Regions from separate parts of the Mus musculus genome. Here regions 1, 2, 3, 4 and 5 are each linked to region 6. Evidence: chromatin contacts called from public Hi-C, HiChIP or PLAC-seq and promoter capture Hi-C data. All regions are on one chromosome and are shown on one strand. The core of a region is the stretch at or near the end of the contact, and the rest is flanking DNA. Distances in the headings are between cores, read along the strand shown.

The links. Promoter capture Hi-C pulls out the DNA fragments that hold promoters and counts their contacts. Hi-C and Micro-C count contacts between places; a contact is called where the count stands out from the background. HiChIP or PLAC-seq counts read pairs in DNA pulled down with a chosen protein or histone mark. Capture Hi-C pulls out chosen DNA fragments and counts their contacts.
Region 1: an H3K4me3 HiChIP or PLAC-seq map of the SCID.adh cell line shows a contact between it and region 6, with 11 read pairs. The contact joins the promoter of Lrp8 here to the promoter of Ndc1 in region 6. A contact is called at or near these places in 2 of 39 promoter capture datasets (the 3T3-L1 cell line and hippocampal neurons), 1 of 484 Hi-C or Micro-C datasets (embryonic stem cells) and 4 of 115 datasets of contacts at active chromatin or transcription factors (the SCID.adh cell line, embryonic limb bud, extraembryonic endoderm stem cells and 1 more).
Region 2: a promoter capture Hi-C map of pancreatic islet shows a contact between it and region 6, with 4 times the contacts expected there. The contact joins the promoter of Dmrtb1 here to the promoter of Ndc1 in region 6. A contact is called at or near these places in 4 of 39 promoter capture datasets (cranial neural crest, embryonic stem cells, hippocampal neurons and 1 more), 13 of 115 datasets of contacts at active chromatin or transcription factors (the SCID.adh cell line, astrocytes, embryonic basal ganglia and 8 more) and 2 of 9 other capture datasets (embryonic stem cells and pancreatic islet).
Region 3: a contact with region 6 is called in an H3K4me3 HiChIP or PLAC-seq map of forebrain, with 3 times the contacts expected there. The contact joins the promoter of Lrp8os2 here to the promoter of Ndc1 in region 6. A contact is called at or near these places in 6 of 39 promoter capture datasets (the 3T3-L1 cell line, 3T3-L1-derived adipocytes, cranial neural crest and 3 more), 1 of 15 datasets of contacts at CTCF or cohesin (the NIH/3T3 cell line) and 3 of 115 datasets of contacts at active chromatin or transcription factors (astrocytes, embryonic forebrain and forebrain).
Region 4: a contact with region 6 is called in a promoter capture Hi-C map of hippocampal neurons, with 5 times the contacts expected there. The contact joins the enhancer-like site here to the promoter of Ndc1 in region 6. A contact is called at or near these places in 6 of 39 promoter capture datasets (the 3T3-L1 cell line, frontonasal cranial neural crest, hippocampal neurons and 3 more), 3 of 484 Hi-C or Micro-C datasets (cortical neurons, embryonic stem cells and palatal mesenchyme) and 2 of 115 datasets of contacts at active chromatin or transcription factors (embryonic limb bud and stem cell-derived neural progenitor cells).
Region 5: a Hi-C map of CD8 T cells shows a contact between it and region 6, with 1.9 times the contacts expected there. The contact joins the promoter of Mrpl37 here to the promoter of Ndc1 in region 6. A contact is called at or near these places in 2 of 39 promoter capture datasets (the HPC-7 cell line and liver), 4 of 484 Hi-C or Micro-C datasets (CD4 T cells, CD8 T cells, cortical neurons and 1 more), 3 of 115 datasets of contacts at active chromatin or transcription factors (the SCID.adh cell line, bone marrow-derived macrophages and pancreatic cancer cells) and 1 of 9 other capture datasets (liver).

What each region holds. Positions count from the first base shown.
Region 1 is chr4:107,800,899-107,804,059 of GRCm38.p6, forward strand. It overlaps Lrp8 (low density lipoprotein receptor-related protein 8, apolipoprotein e receptor), which reads left to right and starts at 1,361. Exons shown (of 20, transcript NM_053073.3): 1 at 1,361-1,620; 2 at 2,353-2,472. The coding sequence starts at 1,515. Lrp8os3 (low density lipoprotein receptor-related protein 8, apolipoprotein e receptor, opposite strand 3) reads right to left here and starts at 1,166. Exons shown (of 2, transcript NR_168096.1): 1 at 866-1,166.
Region 2 is chr4:107,682,646-107,685,602 of GRCm38.p6, forward strand. It overlaps Dmrtb1 (DMRT-like family B with proline-rich C-terminal, 1), which reads right to left and starts at 1,585. Exons shown (of 4, transcript NM_019872.2): 1 at 935-1,585. The coding sequence starts at 1,517.
Region 3 is chr4:107,821,360-107,824,722 of GRCm38.p6, forward strand. It overlaps Lrp8os2 (low density lipoprotein receptor-related protein 8, apolipoprotein e receptor, opposite strand 2), which reads right to left and starts at 1,663. Exons shown (of 2, transcript NR_151515.1): 1 at 1,575-1,663. All of the region lies in intron 2 of Lrp8 (low density lipoprotein receptor-related protein 8, apolipoprotein e receptor), which reads left to right.
Region 4 is chr4:107,716,545-107,719,757 of GRCm38.p6, forward strand. The region is part of intron 3 of 1700047F07Rik (a long non-coding RNA gene); the gene reads left to right. Among named protein-coding and RNA genes, the nearest start is that of 1700047F07Rik, 29 kb to the left of the region's middle. Within about 2 kb of position 1,712, at least 61 of the 459 cell types and tissues checked have an H3K27ac peak or open chromatin away from gene starts, as enhancers often do. A contact at or near this core is called in cortical neurons and hippocampal neurons, where this site is marked.
Region 5 is chr4:107,065,456-107,068,597 of GRCm38.p6, forward strand. It overlaps Mrpl37 (mitochondrial ribosomal protein L37), which reads right to left and starts at 1,411. Exons shown (of 7, transcript NM_025500.2): 1 at 995-1,411. The coding sequence starts at 1,340. It overlaps Cyb5rl (cytochrome b5 reductase-like), which reads left to right and starts at 1,539. Exons shown (of 7, transcript NM_001346552.2): 1 at 1,539-1,590.
Region 6 is chr4:107,366,616-107,369,953 of GRCm38.p6, forward strand. It overlaps Ndc1 (NDC1 transmembrane nucleoporin), which reads left to right and starts at 1,432. Exons shown (of 18, transcript NM_028355.4): 1 at 1,432-1,533; 2 at 2,142-2,262. The coding sequence starts at 1,474.

The sequences.
Region 1 (3,161 bases), core at 111-2,610, 430 kb after region 6:
GATTTCTTCTGTTGATGGTCTGTCTTCCCCTCACTGTGGCCAGGACTTCCAGACCCATGGAGCCTTAACGTGACCAAAGGATGATGCACTTGTGGTTTCCCAAGGTCTGTGGTTGCCATAGCTATTGTCATGGGCTACCCTTTGCGGGGGAAGATATGAGACTGAGAGGACTGTTGACCTAGCGGGGCTGTGCACCCATCCAGCTTGGCATAGGAATCACAGCTTCCACGATTGCTTGCTTGCTTTCTCTCTCTTTCCCTTTCTTTCTTTCTTTCTTTCTTTCTTTCTTTCTTTCTTTCTTTCTTTCTTTCTCTCTCTCTCTCTCTCTCTCTCTCTTTCTCTCTTTCTCTCTTTCTCTCTTTCTCTCTTTCTTTCTTTCTTTCTTTCTTTCTTTCTTTCTTTCTTTCTTTCTTTCTTTCTTTCTTTCTTTCTTTCTTTCTTCCTTTTTTTTTTTCTGAAGAGAGAGGGCCTATTTAACACTGGGCCTTGGCACCCTCGCGCGGGCCTGGTTTACAACCCGTGCCCAAGAATCACACTCTGAGATTGTTGTGCTGCTGGGCCAGGCTCACCGGCAGGTGGCTGAAATCCAGTCTAAGCGTTGCCCTTCTGACAAGGAAGAGTAGGGGAGGTGGGGTCGCACTGCTAGAGGAGGGGCCTTCTTTGTGCAGAGGCTAGTGGAGCCCAGAGACACTAGATGTGCTGCCTCTGGCGGCAAGGATGACACATCTGGGCCTCCACAGTCCTTGCCCTTCTCTGCAGCAGCAAGGGTTACCTTGCCATGTCTTCAGGGCCCTTGATCTGCTCCTCTGCGGGGTCCAACAGAGAAGGATGAATATGGATAACAGTCTGTGCACCAGACACTCACCTCTCTCAGGATCACACAGTGATAATCACAGATGCACACGGTCGCAGAAAGCGACTCATCTAATCTGAAGCTATGACAGGTCTTGCCCAGCACCCCTAGATTCTCCCTGGCAATGCTTTCAGCCTTCCCGCGCTCTGCGCGTTCACTGCAACGGCTTGTGAGTCTCCTTCTCCCGAGCTCGGGCTCTCCTCCATACGCCTCCTTCTCTCACCCTCTTGCCACCTCCACGGGGAAACCAGGGGGGCCAGAGCCTAGCCGGGCTCGTCCTAGCGTCTACAGCTCTTAGCACCTGCGCGCACACAGAGCAGGATCATGGGGCTCGGACCGAGAGAGGAGGGGACAAGGACAGGCGGGGGAGGAGAAGAGGCGGCGGCGGGAGGAGCGTGGGGCGGAGGCGGCGGCGGGAGGGAGCGCGCGCGCCGGCGGCGGCTGCCCAGGGCCGGGGCCGCGCGCCCAGCCTGAGCCCGCCCCGCCGCCGAGCGTCACCGAACCTGCTTGAAATGCAGCCGGGGAGCCGGGGCGGGCGGCAGCGGTGGTGGTGGCGGCGGCGGCAGCGGCAGCCCCGGCGCCGCGGCAAGGACTTGGCGGGCTGAGGCGCGGCGGCGGCGCGGGGGTCTCGGGGCGCGGCGGCCGGAGCCCCGGGCCCGCTATGGGCCGCCCAGAACTGGGCGCGCTCCGGCCGCTGGCGCTGTTGCTGTTGCTGCTGCTGCAGCTTCAGCATCTCTCCGCAGCGGATCCGCTGCCGGGCGGCCAAGGTGCGTACGGCGCTTCCCGGGCCGGCTCGCAGCCGCCAACCAACAAAGCGCGGCCGGCGGTGGGGGTTGCTGTACGGCGAGGTCCCGATAGAGAGGCTCCGGGGACCCTAGCTCCCTGGATTTGCCTTGGACCTCCTCCCCGCTACCCCCACGGTTTTGGTTACCGAAGCTCTACCCCAGCTCCGGGCACCCTCTTAATGGGGGATGGGCGCCGGGCACCCCCCCCCCGGCCCGTGAACTTTGCGGGGGGTAGTCCTTCAGGGTCTGGGGTTTGGTTTAATTTGACACGCGCGCTCCATAGCGGCGATGAGCGAAGTGGTACAGTCTTTTCTGACAATGCGTTTCCGGGGACCCCTGTGGGCCGAGGAGACTGACAGGTTGTGAAGGGACTGAGCCCCTGCACCGGGTGCGTGTCGCCAGTGTGCGGGGCTTCCCGCAGACTAGGTTTGTGTGGACCTGACTTGGCGTTGTGTGTAAGGGTGAATGTGTCTGAAGGCGGGGTATAGCCACGGGCCGTTAAGCGCTTGTCGGGTCTCGCTGTGCCATCAGTCGGTCCTGCAGTGGAGGACCCGTGGCATCCTGTCCTTTCTCGGAATTAAGGTGCTTGGAGATCCAGAGCTCACCGATATCTCCCCCTTTCCCATACCCGCTGGACTTCTCGGCAGCCAGGGCTGCAGGGTGGGGAGCGGGCTCCTGTGCAGTGACCCAGCTCACCGCCCCCAACCCCCGCAGGGCCAGTCAAGGAGTGTGAAGAGGACCAGTTTCGGTGTCGGAACGAGCGCTGCATTCCCTTGGTGTGGAGATGCGATGAGGACAACGACTGCTCGGACAACAGCGACGAGGACGACTGCCGTGAGTCGCGGCGACCAGGGGAGGGGAAACGGGGGGGGGGGGGGATCATGCTCCGCTGCGCACGTGGCTGCATCCGTCATGGGGCCACCTGCCCCAGGCTGGCGGCCTTGTTCTGGGATGGGTGGCTCAGCTGTCGGCGGGAGCTGGGTGGCAGGCGTGTCCTGCTTAGGGTGGAGCCCAGCGCGGCTTGCTGAAGCTACTAGCCCGAGACTGTGGGCGTGGACGCGGCAGCCCCTGCACACCTCTTAGCTCTATGGATCGGATCCCCAATCTGGGCCTCACTGGGAGCGCGCACTTCAAAGTTCCACGCAGCTCGGGCCACGAGGGGCTTTTCCTTGCTCGGTTTTATGAATGAATGGGCTCCCCGGGGCCACTGATTGGCTGCGCAAGGACCACCCCATAGGCCTGTGGCCGGAGCGGCCAATCCTGGGGCTGACGGTGTGCTGTAAAGGGCTCTAGGCCCTGCCCTGGCCCGCCCCGGCCGCACCCCCGCGCGCATCCTCCGGGTGGTAGGCTCAGGTCCTGGTCACAGTCTGCTGCCTTTCTGCCGAGTCACCCTTCAGAGAGCGTTTTCCTCCTGCCAGCCTAGTCTGGGTGTGAGTCATGGGGCCAACAGCAAGGAGGGGCTCAGGAGGAAGAGTGTGTTTCCTGGAAGCCACCGGAGCAACGGCAGTGAAGGCAGGCCAAAT
Region 2 (2,957 bases), core at 335-2,834, 320 kb after region 6:
TGAAAACATACTTCAGGGGCTAGAGAGGTGGCTCAGCGGTTAAGAGGTTAAGAGCACCGGCTGCTCTTCCAGAGGTCCCAGGCTCAATTCCTAGCACCCATGTGGCAGCTCACACCTGCCTGTAATTCTAGTTCCAGAGGATAAGACACCCTCACACAGACATGCATGCCGGCAAAACACCAATGCATTATAATAAATAAATTATAAGATATAAATATAATTTTAAAAAAACTCAAGAAATCTACTTCAACCAGGAAAGCAACCTACAGCATAAAGAAACAATGTAATTAATGCACAAAGCGAGGGGGAAAAAAAATCTTAGTGAACCAGCCCATCCCCCTGGCCAACTAGCAGAAAGTTTTATTCCCCACCACATCAGGTGAAATGGAACAAGTGAGTGTGAGTACAGGTGCGTTAGGCTAGACACTGCAGTTAGGATAAATTAGCCTCGGCTCAGTGAAAGGAGGGTGCGCAGGCGCAGTTTAAGGTGAACAGCCACTCAGAAAAAGACTCTCCAGCAGGAGAAAAATGGCAGGCGGGGAGGGGGAGGGGTTGCCACGCAGGCACAAGAGATCTAGACCTGGGAGGGGGGAAGGGATGCCGTGCAAACGCGCTAGAGGGGCCACGGAAAGGCGCCACTGCCAAAGCTGCCCAGCTGCCATCTTTTTTTTCCTCTTGCAAAAGTACAGAGGCAGAAAACTGCATCTCAACAAAGCCCCCCTGCACTGCACATTCTTCCCTACCAGCTTTTTCCCATTGCTATCATCAGAAGCCACCCACCCAAATCCTTGTCTGGGAACAGGTTCTCAAGCGGGGTTACCTGGGGAAGGCGCCTTTCCCACCCCGGCACCAGTCTGGGACTCCAGCTTAGAGCCGGAGGCTGCTGGCCTGGTACAGGCCGGAGGAACCGTCGGCTGCACGAGGCTGGGCTTACCGTAGTCGGCGAACGGCAGTCGGGGCACGGGCCGCACTGGCCCTGGCACTGGCACGGGCCGCACTGGCAGGTGCTGATCCGGGTAGCAAAGCTCCGGCCTGGGCGCCTGTGGCATGAGCTGGGGCAGCCACGCGGAGGAACGGTCGCGCAGTCCCCCGGGGGCCCCTGGTCCAGGCTGGAAGGTGCTGGGGCCCGGGCGGCCACTTGGGCCCAGCTGGAAGGTGCTCGGGCCTGGGCTCGGGGCCTGCGGGGGCCTCTCGAGGAAGCAAGTGGCCGTGGGGCCTGGCCCAACGCCTCCCGGAACCGCCCTAGGCAGTGGGCAAATGCTGGAGCTCAAGGCGGTGGCCGCCGCTGCTGGAGCCCTAGGAGGCAGCTGGGGACCCTGCGTGCCCACGGTCGCCACCTGCTCCTCGGCAGCTTGGGTTCTGAGAACCTTCTGGGCAGCCATGATCTTCTGGCGCTCGGTGATCAGGTAGCACTTGTCACAGATGCACTGCTTCCAGCGGCATTTGCCCGTATGGCCCTTGACTGGTACCAGATAGCCATGGTTCCGGCACCTAGAGCACTTGGGGGCGCGAAGCATCTTGTCGTCTAGCTGGGCAAGCTCTGCTTCCAAACGCAGCCACCACTTCCCGAAGCTGCAGAGCAAGTGAAGCAGGAATGAGCGGTGCCCCCATAAGTCCCTGGTGCTGGGGACATTGGATACACTTGTAACAAAACAGCTCGCTGAATGTCCGGAGAACTGCAATAGGACTCTTGCATTTTTTCCACTTTCTGTGTGTGTGTGTGTGCTAAATTTACCGTGTTTCTGTGTGTTGGGCAATGGTGTACGGTGTAAATTAAAAATGAAATACTTATTACATGTATGTCATACGAGTTATTTGAAGTTTTCGGCACTTGAATTTTCAAACTTCCTGTTCCCGCCAAATTGTAACTGGAAAATAGATTTTTTTTTTTTTTTTTTTTTTTGAAAAAAGGCGGACTTCTACTCAACGGTCGAGGGTTTTAAAACTCCCAATGAACAGAGCTGTTAGTAAACCCGTACTATTGGAAAGTTCCAGAGAACACTGTGTTTTTCCTCCCCGAAGCAGCTGCTTCTGCTTCATCTCGCTCCTCTGTAGAGAAAAAGAGCAGTTCTGCTTCCAGAATATTCTTCAGCGCTTAGTGCAGTGTTGGTTACTTACAGGCATTGCAGAAACCATGAGTTTTTGAGTCCTGTTTGTGTAAGCACTAGGGTCTGAAAAATGCATGCTTAATAATGTTCTAAAGTGCCGGGCGTTGGTGGCGCATGCCTTTAATCCCAGCACTTGGGAGGCAGTGGCAGGCGGATTTCTGAGTTCGAGGCCAGCCTGGTCTACAGAGTGAGTTCCAGGACAGCCAGGGCTACACAGAGAAACCCTGTCTCGAAAAACAAAAAACAAAAAGCAAAAACAAAAATAATGTTCTAAAGCAAAACATGATAGTTCGGAACTAATTTGAATTACTGGCTTTTGGGTTTGTTTGTGTGTGTGTGTGTTTGTGTGTGTGTGTGTGTTTCTTGTTTCATATGGTCTTTTAATTGTCTTTATGAAGCCAAACACAACTACTTAAAAAAAAATTCCCTAGCCACTGGAAATACATTGATGAAGCATGCATACTTCTCTCAGGAGAGGGGCCATATAAGTAAACATTTGCAAGAGCCTTCCTCAGACATCTGCTCACCCAGTATAGGGCACACAGCACGGTGTGTTCAGACCTAACTTAGGGGGGCTTGCCCCTCCAGGATGGCCTTTATTCCCAGAATCTACCAATATCACAAGGAGCCACAATTTGCTTGTTTTGTGACAAAGCATGTGTTCCAGTCGGTTCACTCTGAGAGAAGGGGAGCTCCCAGCTTTGGAGAGTAATTCCACCCAAAAGAAAAAAAAATCACATACATGCACACACACACACACACACAAGCAAGCACAATCTCCATGAAAAAAAATCTAATAGCCTACATACAACCTGTCATTTAAATATATATACATATATGTGTGTATAC
Region 3 (3,363 bases), core at 413-2,912, 450 kb after region 6:
AGGCTGGGCTGTGTGCCCAGCGGCCTCTTGAGCCTTCCTGGCAGAGGTAGTGATCACAGACTGTCTGGGCAGAAGGCAAGATGGAGCTAGGTTTGGCAGGTATGCACTGGCATTGGGAAGGAGGCAGGAATCCTTGTGCTGTGTTTGACAGATGGGGAAACCCAGGCCGATCCAAGCACAGAGCCAGGATGGAGGGACAGGACTGGAGCCCAGTCTCTGGACTCCCTGTAGTGGTTTTATCTGTTCCCCCAGGCTATTGCCCTGTCCGGTAATTTATGCCTTAGGCATCTTTTATGCTGTTAGAGTTTCACGGTGGCTCAGAGAGGCTCTTGAAAGAGTACTCCTCTTTATTTCACAGGACTGACCAGGATCAAGCTCTGAATTCCCACTGTAGCCCCTTCCTTAGAGGAAGTACCCTGAGCTGCTGGAGAGCACTGGACCTAGTAGGTCTACTCATTCGTTGTGTGATGTAGGCCATCTTGTCCCTCTCTGAACTTCAGGAGAGCTGTAAGAACTAAGTAATGACTGGACAGGTTGCTCGTTAGAAGAGTGCTAACCTAGCATGCGCGAGGCCCAGGGTTCAATCCCTAGCACTGCATGATATCAGGCATGATAGCAAAAGTAGGAGGAGGGTCAGAAGTTCATGACCGTCCTTGGCTACACAGTGAGCTTAAGGCCAGCCTGAGCGACAGAGTGATCTACTACCCTGTCTCCAAAATAAATGGATAGATGATAGATAGATAGTGTCGTTCAGTTTTAGAGCATGCGTGAGGCCTTAGGTTCATTTCTCAGCACCAAGTCAAGCGAGGATCTATATGTAATAGGCTTTGTATACCTTAAGGAGCAGTGTGGTGGCCATCACTCCATGGTCAGGGCCAAGTCTCACATTCCTCATCTAAGAGTACATTATATATACCAGGCAAGTAGCCTGCATGAGGTCACATAGGGGCAGAGGCAGGATTTAAGCTCTGGGACCTCTAACCTGCTCCTGGCAGGAGGAAGACCACAGCAGGCAGTAGACGAGACTCTCCCAAACGTCCATGCCCAGAGGAACTGGCTACTTGGAGGGGAGTGAATTTGTTCTGTAGTGCAAGCAATGATTGCATGATAGGTGGCTTCACCTCCATGCAAGCCATAGAGGGGTGGTTTACTGGGGAGCAGGCTGGCTCAAGGCAGTTGGTATCTTTAGCTTGTATAAGGAGCGAGAGTTGTGAGATGTGGTCCAGAGGCCTGTGAGCAGGGAGGCTGCCCCCGCCGCTTCCCCTCCCCCCTCCCCCTCCCCCAGAAGTCTTCCCTAACTTCAGAGTTCACCAGTACCTGGCAGGTGCCTGGCACACAGTAAGCACCCCCCTTCTGCTCCTGATTCTCTTGGCTTCCAGCAGTACAGACCTGAGACTCTCCTACGAGTAGGATGAGTGAAACTGGTCCTTGTGTGAGTTAGGTCTGGTTCTTCCTCCCAGCCCCGTGCTCTCAGAAATAAGATCCAGACTCAAAGTATAAATTGGCCATATAGCTAGGCTCTTCTCTGACTAGATCATAACTGTAATAATCCATTCTGCCACATGGCTGCTTACCTGGGCTCAGGCACCAAGTGTCCCCCTCGTCACATCTTCCCCTGTGAATCTTCCCGTGCCTGGCTCTATCCCAGAATTCTTTCTGCCTCCCGGATGTCCCACCTTCTCTTCTACCCTTTCCTATAGGCCATAGGTTTTTAAATTGACAGGTGATGCATCCATGCAATACACCAGATGTTCTCTCTGCAGCCCCTCCCGTATGCTACACCTAGCACTGAAGGTGCCGTAGAGGGAAGGACAAGGGGAGGCCTAGCAGCCTCTGCACCCAGCCCTCCCTGAGTGAACCTGGGGATCCCTCTACCCTAAGCACTTGCCAAGCAGATCAGTGGCTGCACGTGGGCTTGCCTCTCCTCTCCCACCCCCGCTTTGGCATCGCTGTCTCCAAGGTAACGGGGAATTTTCCCTCCCTCTCATCATTAGGGTGCCAGGGCAAACAAACAGCCCTAATCCAGATGAGCCTTGGGCCACAATCACACTCTTCTGGGGTTTTCTTTTTATTTCTAGCGATTTTGAGAAGCTTGGAGTAATTGGTATTCCGCACAGGTTAACAGGGGCACTGCCTCCGCAGTATTATGCCTTAATTTTCTTTATCACATAGCAAGTTGGAATGAATCACCCCGCTCCTGCCTTTTTCCCACCGAAACCTATTACCAGCCTGTCTGCTGGTTAAAGTCATTTCGTGGCAGCGCTTGGCTTCTTGCCACTGCCCTGGGAATCTTTCTGACCAGAGCCAAAGAACAAGGAGGGTGAAGAATCCATTTGTACAAAGCGGGGGTCTCCCGTTGAGAACTTACTTCCCTCCCTGTTCAGAAGGGACAGCTTTCAGCCTCTTGCCTGCGCAGACTGGCCATATGTCAGCGGTGGGAACGGGATTCCTGGGCCTGCGGTGGGGGAGGGGTGGCCATGCCTACTGCTCCTGGCACCTGGGTTAGATCCCATGACGAGAGTTTCTGGGCTTCTGCAGCTTGCTTGTGAGAGTCTTTGATGGCCGAGTGTCCCACGTTCTGACCCAGAGGGCCTGAGCAGTCTAGCTTGGGGTTTTGAGACTCTAAAATGTTTATTTTGGAACATGGAGAGTTGAATCTGTGGTTCTGTGGCTCCTTTTTGATTCTGAGATAGATAGAAAGATAGATGGATGGATGGATAAATGGATGGATTATAGATACATACATACATACATACATACATACATACATGCATACTGTGCTTACACAGGGTCTATCATTGAATGTTAAATACATTTGGCTAGGCTGGCTGGCCAGTAAGCTCTTGGGTTCTATTGTCTTCCCTTACCCTCCTAGGGTTATACGTGGCTTGTTTTTTTAATATGTGTTCTAGGGGAGCAGAATCAGGCCGTTCTGCTTACGCAGCAGGCGCTTTATCAGCCGAGCCACCTCCCAGTGCTCTTGCCTGATCTCTTCAGCTGCTCTTAGTTCTGTCGTGTTGGGTCCTGTGAGGGAGGAATTGCTTTGCTAAGCTTACCTTAGAAATGTCACCTCAGGTTGGCCCCAGCTTCTCTGGCATCGTCTCTCCGTTCATAAAGTTGAGGACTGAGCCAGGTTGCCTCCAAGGCCCAAGTTCCAGGTTTGTCCTGCCTGCCTGTCGTGCCCTGCGTGGCCTGGTCTCTGTCTAGCACTTCATGGGACCTGAGCCACACATGTCTCCTGTCCATCTGAGCCCTCAGCCATTCCAGAAGGAAGGCTGCCCAGCCCTCCCTGGAGTCCCAGAAGGAAGGCATTGATGGTGCCTCAAAGTCGCTTCGCCCCAAAATGTTAGCCCTGTGTTCTAG
Region 4 (3,213 bases), core at 462-2,961, 350 kb after region 6:
TTCACAGCCCCTTAATGTGTCCAGGCTGGAACTTGCCAAAGGACTGAGCTGTTGTGATCTCCATCAAATGGAGCTTATTACTGAAAGCATCAGGAAGACCAGTCTCTAACAGCAGCTAGTATATTGGAAGGTCTCAGAGCTGCTAGCCCGCAGACAATGCTGGTCTGATTAAACATGAATATGACTAAAGGTTAGTTTAGTTTTGTGCTTGGAAATGGAGATTAAGGGAGAAAAACATAAAAACAAAGGGACAACTTTAAAGAAAGCAAACGTTTATAATCCTGTGTTTTGCAAGCTTTTGCAGCCTTTTCCATCTGTCCTTTATCTTCTTTGCAGAAATGGCTAATTTCTTTCAAATGCTGTAAACTGGAAAAATCTAAAATGCTCATCAGATAAACCAATTTAAAAAAACTACTACTGACTTTTCTTTACGTAAGTGCACAGAGTATCTGACTTGCTTCTGATAAGGTCTCTTTAAGTAGCATTATAATTAAGCCCACACCAACGAGCTATGTCTCTGAGAGCGCAGCTGGTCTGGTACTGAGGCGCATGCGCACTGAGCCTCAGACTTCTGCTGCATCTCAATGACCATGTGTGGCCTTTGTGCAGCCACCCATCCTGCTCTCTTGACACCGTTATCATCATCACAAGCCACTTGCCCCTGGATTCACCTCAGTGTGCCCCTGGATTAATTTATGAGACACCTTCACTGAGCTTTAGGTGTGGTCATGCGCCCCGGGTCTGGTCAGAAAAAAAAAAAAAAAAAAAAAAAAAAAAAAAAGGTGGGAAACCAAAGTGGTACCCTTCTCCCAACATGGAACCGCACCTCAGACTGATTGGGTCAGCCAAAGTGGGGTTGGGGCACAACAGTGTGTAACATAGAGAAAGAGGGTGAAGGTGGGAGGGGACGAAGGAGTAGGTTTCCAAACCTGGCCTTGCTACATCTGGCTTGCCTCAGTTTCCCCCTATATAAAAGCCGGTATCACAGCACCTGCCCTGAAGACAGATTATATTTAAAATGATATACAATAAAATCTGGGTGTATTGTGGGTCTTAGAGTTACCACTACAAGCCTTTTAATGAACAATGGATGGGCTGTTTGTTGGCAAGGATGATTCTGCCTGATTGTTATTGTTAGAGTGGTTTGTGGAAATACACAGAATACATTTGCTTTAATTTTTAATGCCTCATAAAGTGCGTAACACTTTGTGGGGGGGCGGGGGGGTTCAGCACAGAGGAGAATGAAAGGCAAGCCACCTGGGGGCACTGTACAGAGAAGCCAACGGTGGCAACCCTATCCCTCTGGCTTCCCTGCAAACAGTTTCTTTTTACAAATGTGGTTTTGGTATGCAAATCACTGTATGCAGATTTCTGTGTGCAAAATACAGCCTAGAAAAATGGCCTCCCTGCCAAAGAAGATAGGAGATGTTGGCTACCATGGAGAGAAATGGTAGCAAATTCCGGGTGCCTTCTCCCACTGCTCTGTCTAACAATGTATGGGGTGAGCAGATTTTTGGCATGCTAAACTGAACTATTTTGGCTTTAGGTTGTGTGTTCTTGTGATAAAAGTGTGCTTATTGAAGCCTGTAACTACTTTTTGAAGCCATAATAACGTGTCGTGGTATTTAATTTAGCATTTCACAACAGCGTACCACCTCCAGCTAGCAAAACCGCTTGTTCTGAAATCACAGATGGCTTCACATCTGAGGGTAGGGCTGCCTGACTTGTGGGCTTCCTACTTTCTGCAAAGAATTGTGCTTACTCAGAGACTTCATTTTACACTTCAGAAAGTATTCCCTAATTAATGCAGTCCTTAGTAAGGGGAAGGAAGGCACGTCATATTAGAATATTCTTTCTTCGGGAGAACAGGCGAAGCTAGCACTGAATTCTCAAGGCAACATTTTATCATTGAGGCAGAATAATAACATTGTCTCTTTCCCGGTGTTCCTTGCCGATTCCAAAGCTTCTCCCAGTTGCCTCCTTTCAGGAGAGGAGATGCAATACAAATGCATTCCAAGGTCACTTGTGACAGGACCTCTGGCCTCCCAGATTTGGGATTATTTGTGTCTGCAATTATGCTCCAGAGACCAACCACTGTAATCTGTAGCCCCAGATCACACGCCTCTCCCTAACCTTACCTTTCCCTTACACTCAAATATTTTTTGCTCATGTCGGGTGTTTCAAACTTGCCACCTTGCCAAATGAGATGCTCATTAATTTTCCAAAACTGAAGTTTCATTTAAAAGCATTCTCGGGACAGTGCACACGGTCTGAAAGCAAAGCTAACAAGTGTAAGGCTGTCATCGCCCTGGTGGCTGGAAAAGAGGGAAAGGGAATCTTCCCGGGGACACTTGTTCACATGCTCATTCATGCATTCACTGCTTTGTGCGTGTGCTCATTTATGCATTCATTCATGCATGCATTCGTTAGCTTGGCTTCCTGCTCACCATGCGATGGGTATTGCCTTGGGCATAGGAACACAAAAATGAAACTATCCCTAGCTATCGTTCAGTGTCTCCCAGAAGAGGCCAGTGCATACATAGCTCCAGTGGAAGTGTACACCAGACACCCAGGTGTGCACAGGTAGAGTCGCGCACTCTCTCGTACCAGCAGCCATGGTGAACTGCTTGGATGTTGGCAAAGCTTTGGAAGCTGAACAGAAGTGGCCCAGATGGGTGGGTAGGTGGGGGTGAAGAAGCCCTGAAGGCAGAGGAGAGAGTGAAAAAGAAGGTCTGGTGGCTTGAGCTGCCAACGGCTGGGCAAGTCTTTCAGTTGAGAAATTTCTTTGACCTAAAAATAGGGGATGGGGGAGGGGCGTATGGGGAAGAGTCTCAACTGTTTGTGTGTCTGTCTCGCCCATTAAGATTTCTATTCCATGACTCATGCTCGGTCACCTATGGCTTGACCAGATAGCTATCACAACCTGTGACCAGTCAACTTGCCTCCAGCATCTTCCTGCACTGATCTCAAAGGCTCTGAAGTGCCCACCCCCGCCCATTTAAAACCACTCAGACAAAACCAAATACCTTAATCCTAGAGCAGAGGTTCTCAACCTGTGGGTCTTGACCCCTTTGAGGTCATGTATCAGATATCTCTGGCATATCAGATATTTACGTTAAAATTTACAACCATAGCAAAATTATGAAGTAGAACAAAATAATTTCTAGTTGGGGATCCTACAACATGAGCTGTATTAAGGGTCTAGGATGGTAC
Region 5 (3,142 bases), core at 161-2,660, 300 kb before region 6:
TGCAATCTTAACTTCTGATCTTTTTTCCTAAAGCACGGTTTCTCTGTGTAGCCCTGGCTATCCTGGAACTCACTCAGTAGACCAGGCTGACTTGAACTCACAGAGATCTTCCTGCTTCTGCCTCCTGAGGGCTGGGATTAAAGGCATGCACCACCATCTCCAGGTGCAATCCTAACTTCTGAAACACATCCATCCACTAGGCATTCGTTGTCAGGGTAATGCAAAGGGGTCGTGTCTGTGAGATCCTTCACAGCACCTCCTGAGTTCACAGAAAATGGTTAATGGCCAAAAATATCAGCTTGCAGGCATAGAAGTGGGCCTTTTAGGAGGCTGGCCTATGGCTATCGATTTTTCCAAACTTATGACTGATTCTCTTAATTTGGCTCCAAACCTTGTTGGGTCTCTGTATTTCCTAGTTATCCTTTGGAATCTCTGCTCCCACAGACTTCAGTTGTTTTTGGTTTTAGGATCTTCCCTATCCTCATCCTGATCCTGAGAGGGTTCAACTCTGGAAAACAGTTCCTGACACTCCTCTTAAGAAACAGAATGACTTTGAGACATTGATGTATCTCCCCCGCCTCCCCACAGGGTTTCTCTGTGTAGCCCTGACTGTCTTCGAACTCATTCACTCTGTAGATTAGGCTGGCCTCCAACTCAGGAAAAGGCTCAAGACATTCTGACCTGTTATTAAGTGGGTAGACTTTTGGGTGCAAATCCTTTCTTTGAAAACATATCCCAGGCCTATTTTAACAAAAGACACCCCCAGAAAAGGAGCGTTGTAGACCTGCTTTATTATCACCTCTCCACGCATGGAGACAAATCCCCTCCTCTCTGCACACATTCTCCATTGCTCCCTTTCACAAACACCTTGATCTGACAACTCTTGGAAGCCGGGTGTTACTCTATTCTACTTCCAGAGGAAGAAACTTCCCCAGGCTCGGGGTCACTGCTGAGCCTGGGACAGCGTCTCCTCCCGTTTGTCCTGAGACCTCACCCTCCAGGAGTCGGCAACGCTGGTGGAAGATGTAGCAGGGTTCTTCCTTGTACAGAGTCTGTTCGTGGATCGGGGCGGCACGGTGGAAGCGTGGGTCATTCCAGCCGCGCTCCCACGGCGGGAAGATCGGCCTCGCCAGCCACGGGACGAAGTGCTTCTTGCCCTCGTAGGTAATGGGCTCCAGACCGGGGATCTCGTACACCCTGTCCAGGGGGCGAGGCTCGGGCTTCCGCGTGGAGCGCACGCCCCACTCATACGCCCCACGTTTCGGAGTCCCGTAACCTCCGAGGCCGAGCCTTCCAGAGCCAGCGAGTGCCCGCAGAGCGGGCCCGGACGCCAAGGCCATACCGACTCCGTTTCTACAAAACCTCTACCTGGACGCCGCCATCTTTGCCCGTGCAGGGACTGCTGGGAGCCAAAGGGGCGGAGCGCAATGACGGGTTTTTGCGAATGACAGACACTTCACCCAATCACAATTAGAATATGCTTGCTTTGTCCCCGCCCCTCAGGCAGTTCCCATCCTTATTGGTGGAACCTGGAAGGTGCTCTTTGCTTGGGGTTTCTGAAGTGCCACACGTGAAGAAACTTGCTGGTAGGTAGGTGAGCGCGGTGGTGGAGCTCGCGGCCGGCGCGGAGGAGCGTAGGGACCTCAGATCTGTACTTTGCACGCCTTTGACCCTTAGGCATTTAGAACGTGAGAGGGCCCGGTCTCCTCGCTGTAAAATTAGGAGTTAAAATGCCTTAGCGGGTCCGACGCCTCATGAGTTCTGGAACTGCCATCCTTTCCGCCCTTCTCAGCGTTGCCCACACTTTCCTGGCTGCGGCTTCCCAGAGCCTGCGAGTGGCCCGGGTACCTCTTTCTATGCCAGCTTGGCGGCCGACTGCTGGCACTGCGGCTCGCCCGGCGCCGAACGCGAGTTACTTTTGCTCTGCTGCTGCTAAGTTTTCCGATTCCCGGAGGCGGGTCCAGTGCACTGGCTTCTGGCAGGCTCGCTGCGGGGGTCAGAGTGAGGACTGTGCTAAGTAAGCATCGGGTGGGCATAGGTTGAGGGACCACCGAGTGAGTACATGAGTGCACGACGTGAACGGTGGCAACACACACATGCTTCCTGTCCCTTAGGTCTTTTCTCTTGTTTGACCACTGTCAGAGTTGCATTGTTTAGTGACCGGCCCGTGAACTCTCCCTGGCTTCTAGAGCAGTTGCGTGACACACACTTTAGGTTAACAAATGAATACATAGTAGAACAAATAAGGTGCTTGGTAATGACAAGGGGAACACTTGAGAAGGTCTCTGAGAGGAGATGACCTTTCAGCCAAGGCCTGAAGAGTAGGGATAAGCATCCAGGGCGAGGCTGCAACAGGGATTGTGCCTCCCAGATGGGAAGGAACTTCATCTTTAAAATTGTGCATGAAGTGGCCACCTTGTCTACCAGTTTCCAAAACGACTGAGACAATAGGACTATTTAACCCCCATGAATGCAAAAGAGGCAGAGGACAATATGACTAACACTCAGACTACCCAGCAGTTTACAGTTAAAGCATTTTCATTTGTCTTAGTACATCTCCTTCCCAAATGCTAAGAGTAATTGCCATAAAGAGAGGCACCATTCACTCAGTTATCTGATGCACAGTACAGATGGAGTGACTGGATGAGTATAACACCGTGCTAGGTCTTAACAAGGACAGGGACCGTGTCCTGTGCCTTCTGCCTTACAACACCAAATCCTGTACCCAGCTCCCGGACTATAGAGGGAACGAACACTCACCAGGCCATGGGAGCTTCCTGTATGCCAGGTGTTTGGCAGAATACAGAAAGAGTGAGACACCAACTTCATTCTCACTGGTGGCCCAGCCTCAGAAACACACCAAAGTCAAAGAGCTCCTGCACAGTAGGAGAGGCCTTCTGAATCCAAATTCCCCGCCTCTGCTTAGATTTACACACACACAAAACCCCAATAGTTATAAGCAGTAAGCATGCCCCCAAATGACAGCAGATCCTCTGGTTAAGCCATCCCTGTCCCTATAGCCTGGTGGGCCTTGGGGAGAGTGTGAGAGAGAGAACAGAGTACAACCCCCACATCTTCTTTCTCCCAGGCGGACAGCAAAGAGAGGCCTGGCTTATTCACTTGTGTCCTCCCCCCTCCCACC
Region 6 (3,338 bases), core at 182-2,681:
TGCCCAGCACCTGCCTAGCACCTGCCCAGCACCTGCCTAGCACCTGCCCAGCACCTGCCCAGCACCTGCCCAGCACCTGCCTAGCACCTGTCCAGCACCATGTTCAGGTTTTCCTCCTGGAGTCCAGGTACTGAATTCTTGTCTTCATGCTTATGTAGCTAGCTGAGCTACCTCTCCACCAATGGTAATCTTCTTTTTGGAGACAGCTGTTTCACATATTCCAGACTAGTCTCAAACTCACTAGCTAAGGATGGCTTTGAGCTTTATAGCCTCCTGCCTCAGTTTCTTGAGTGCTGCCATGTTTTGGGAGGTGCTGTAGGGTTTGGTATATATCAGGAAAGCATTTTACAACTCAGTCACACCCCAGCCTTCAATAGTTGTCTTATAGTATATAGTATTTACATCTTTACCCCATTAACAGGATGTTGTGTTTTTATCCTTATTTTACACTTGAAGAAATAGAGGCTCTGTGAGGATCAAGATGCTGCACTTAACAAGTATTAATAGCTGAAGCTAAAAACCAAAACATACCTTTCTTATCAATAAAACACTTTATTTTTAATAAAAGGAATTCAGTGAAGTTACTGAGTATTAAGACGGCAGCTTCAGTATCCTGTGGTTTCACTTTTAGAAAGATGCCATTCTGGGCTGAAGAGATGGCTCAACTCTTAAGAGCACTGACTGCTCTTCCAGAGGTCCTGAGTTCAATTCCCAGCAACCACATGGTGGCTCAGGACCATCTGTAATGGGATCTGATGCCCTCTTCTGGTGTGTCTGAAGACAGCTACAGTGTACTCATATAAATAAAATAAATGCATCTTTAAAAAAAAAAGAAGAAGAAAGATGGCATTCTGGAAGAAAAAGTGATATAACAACCTTTTCACTCCCAGTGGTTATTACAGCTTTAGTTAAAAAAAAGAAAGAAAAAAATAGAAGAGAAAGGGAGGGGCTGGGAGGTGAGTCCCGTAAAAGGCTGCTCCTCTAGAGTATCCGGGTTTAATTCCCAGTAACCACATGGCAGCCAACAACTGTAACTCCAGTTCTAGGACACCCCAACTTGCTTCTCGTTACACCGCGAGCCTGTACTTTGGAACTCCAAGTTCCAGAATGCAACGCTCCTCTTCCCCTTGGTTCTCAGGGGTCGTCGAGACTACAGTTCCCAGCATGCAGCACCGTCGCCCTTTGTTTTTGACGCCCAGATGGACCCTGCTTCGGAAGGACTTTTTGGACTCCAGAGGACGCTTCCTCGAGTCACAGCCCACCTGGAGGCATGTGGCTACGGGGAAGTTCTGGCCGGTTGAGTCTGTTCAGGCGAAGCTGCGGAGAGATGGTCTGGCGGCTTTGCAGAACCCTGCCCAGGCAGCGTACCGGGCAGCCCCAGCTGGGTCCTCCCGGGGCCTTCCTGCCTTTGAACAGTGGTGGCGGGCGGACACTCTGTCCCCGGCACGCTTGAGAGCGGGGGCCGCCATCTCCATGGCCACGGCTGCGAGCGGGCCCTGCGCCGGCGGGTCGCCGCGGGACATCCTTTGGCGCGTGAGTTAGCGAGCCGTGGCGCTCCCTGCCTCTCTGGCGGTGCCTGCGCGCTTGGCTAAAGGGGCCTGTCTTGGAGGCGCTTTAGGAATAGCGTGTAGGGATCTGACCGCCTCGGGGATTGGGTGCAAGGGTGTGTGGGCGTCCCCGAGTGGAAGTTAGGTCTGGGGTGTTGAGCTGGAGTCCGAAGTGGAAGTTTGTCAGCGTGGTTGGGATGGCCCGAATGGAAATTTGGTGGAAAAGTTGTAGAGCAAAAGGTTAGTGATTCGAGCTAATGCATAATAAATGGCTTGATTCCTTGGGCTAGGAAACGGGAAGGGCTGCTCTGTGTTGAAAGAATGTGGCCTTAGCAGACTCTGGGGTTGGGGAGACGCTAAACCGAGCATATATTCATGGTTTATTTAAGACAGCCTACTCTAGGCTTCAGCTAAGGAGAGCTCACCTCCTTGCATCCATTCTGTGTTTGGGGGGTGGGGAGTGGGCGCAAGGAGAGAAGTAAAGAGAATGCAAATAGTAGTGGTTCATGTTAATAGCCTAAATGGAGAAGCAGGATTTGCATGTCTGAGTTAGAGTAACTGACTTCTTGATTGAAGAGTTGTGTTTAATTTTAGGTTTTGGGTTGGAGGATAGTTACCAGCATCGTTTGGTCAGTAGTGCTTCTACCCGTCTGCATCACAGCCTTTATAGTCTTAAGCAGCATCAATTTATTCCACCCTATACAGTGGCTGTCAGGTAAGTGGTGATTTTTAATTACTGTCTGTATTGACATTAAAACATTACGTAAAGGCACTCACTCTCTGCATTTCTGCACTCACAGAACTGTCATTTTTGTTATATAAAATCAGTAAGTGTGTCAGGGATTATGTATGATGACAGGACAGATCATTAGAAGACTACTTATATACACAGCTAGGTGTGATGGCCCAGTGTCCTGGGAGGCAGAGGCAGGACGACCTGAGTTCAAGGCCAATCTGGGGCATATATATAGTAAATCCCTAGAGGTGCAGTAAAAAAGAAAAGGAAGCCACACAAGTATTTATCCTTTTGTCTTTTCCTTAAAAAAGGAAAAGAAAAGTTGGCTTATTTGTATTTTTCATGTGTATAAGTATTTAACTTGTATATATGTATGTTCATCACCACGTGTGTGCCTGGTGCTTATGGATCCCCCTGGAAGAGTTGCAGATGGTTGTGAGCCACCATGTGGGTGCTGGGACTGAACCCAGGTCCTTTGGAAAAGCCCTCTGCTGAGCCATCTCTCCAGCCCCAGTTCCCTTGTCTTTTCTTGTTTTTCCTTTCCCTGCCATCCATTTAAAATTGCAGATGGGAATTGTGACTGGTATTAAAAAAAAAGTCTAATCTAGCTAGTTGTAGCACATTCTTATAATCCAACTCTTAGGAGAGTGTAGCAAGAGGCTCCAGAGATCCTGGCTAGCCTGGGATACATATAGAGAAACTATTTCAAAAGCAATAAGAAAAAGCTATACAGTTATTTAAAGAATACTTTATTCTTATGTTGTAGCCAACAAAGAGAAGAGAGGCCAAAAACTAAAGAATGTCAGGGAAGACTTAGTACAAGTCTGCTGAGACAGAGGAGATGGAAACAGGCTGGATGCTTATTGGAATCTTTGGATGTGAAAATAAAATGATGATGTTAGGAGCTGGAAAGACGCTGAGAGGGTAAAGTGCTTGCTGCTTGAGTTGAAGACCTGAATTTAGATTCTCAGTACAATCAAGAGTCAGCTGTGTGATGCATATCCTAACCCCAGTGTTGTGGCTCATTGGCCAGCCAGCCAGCTGCTGAGCTCTCG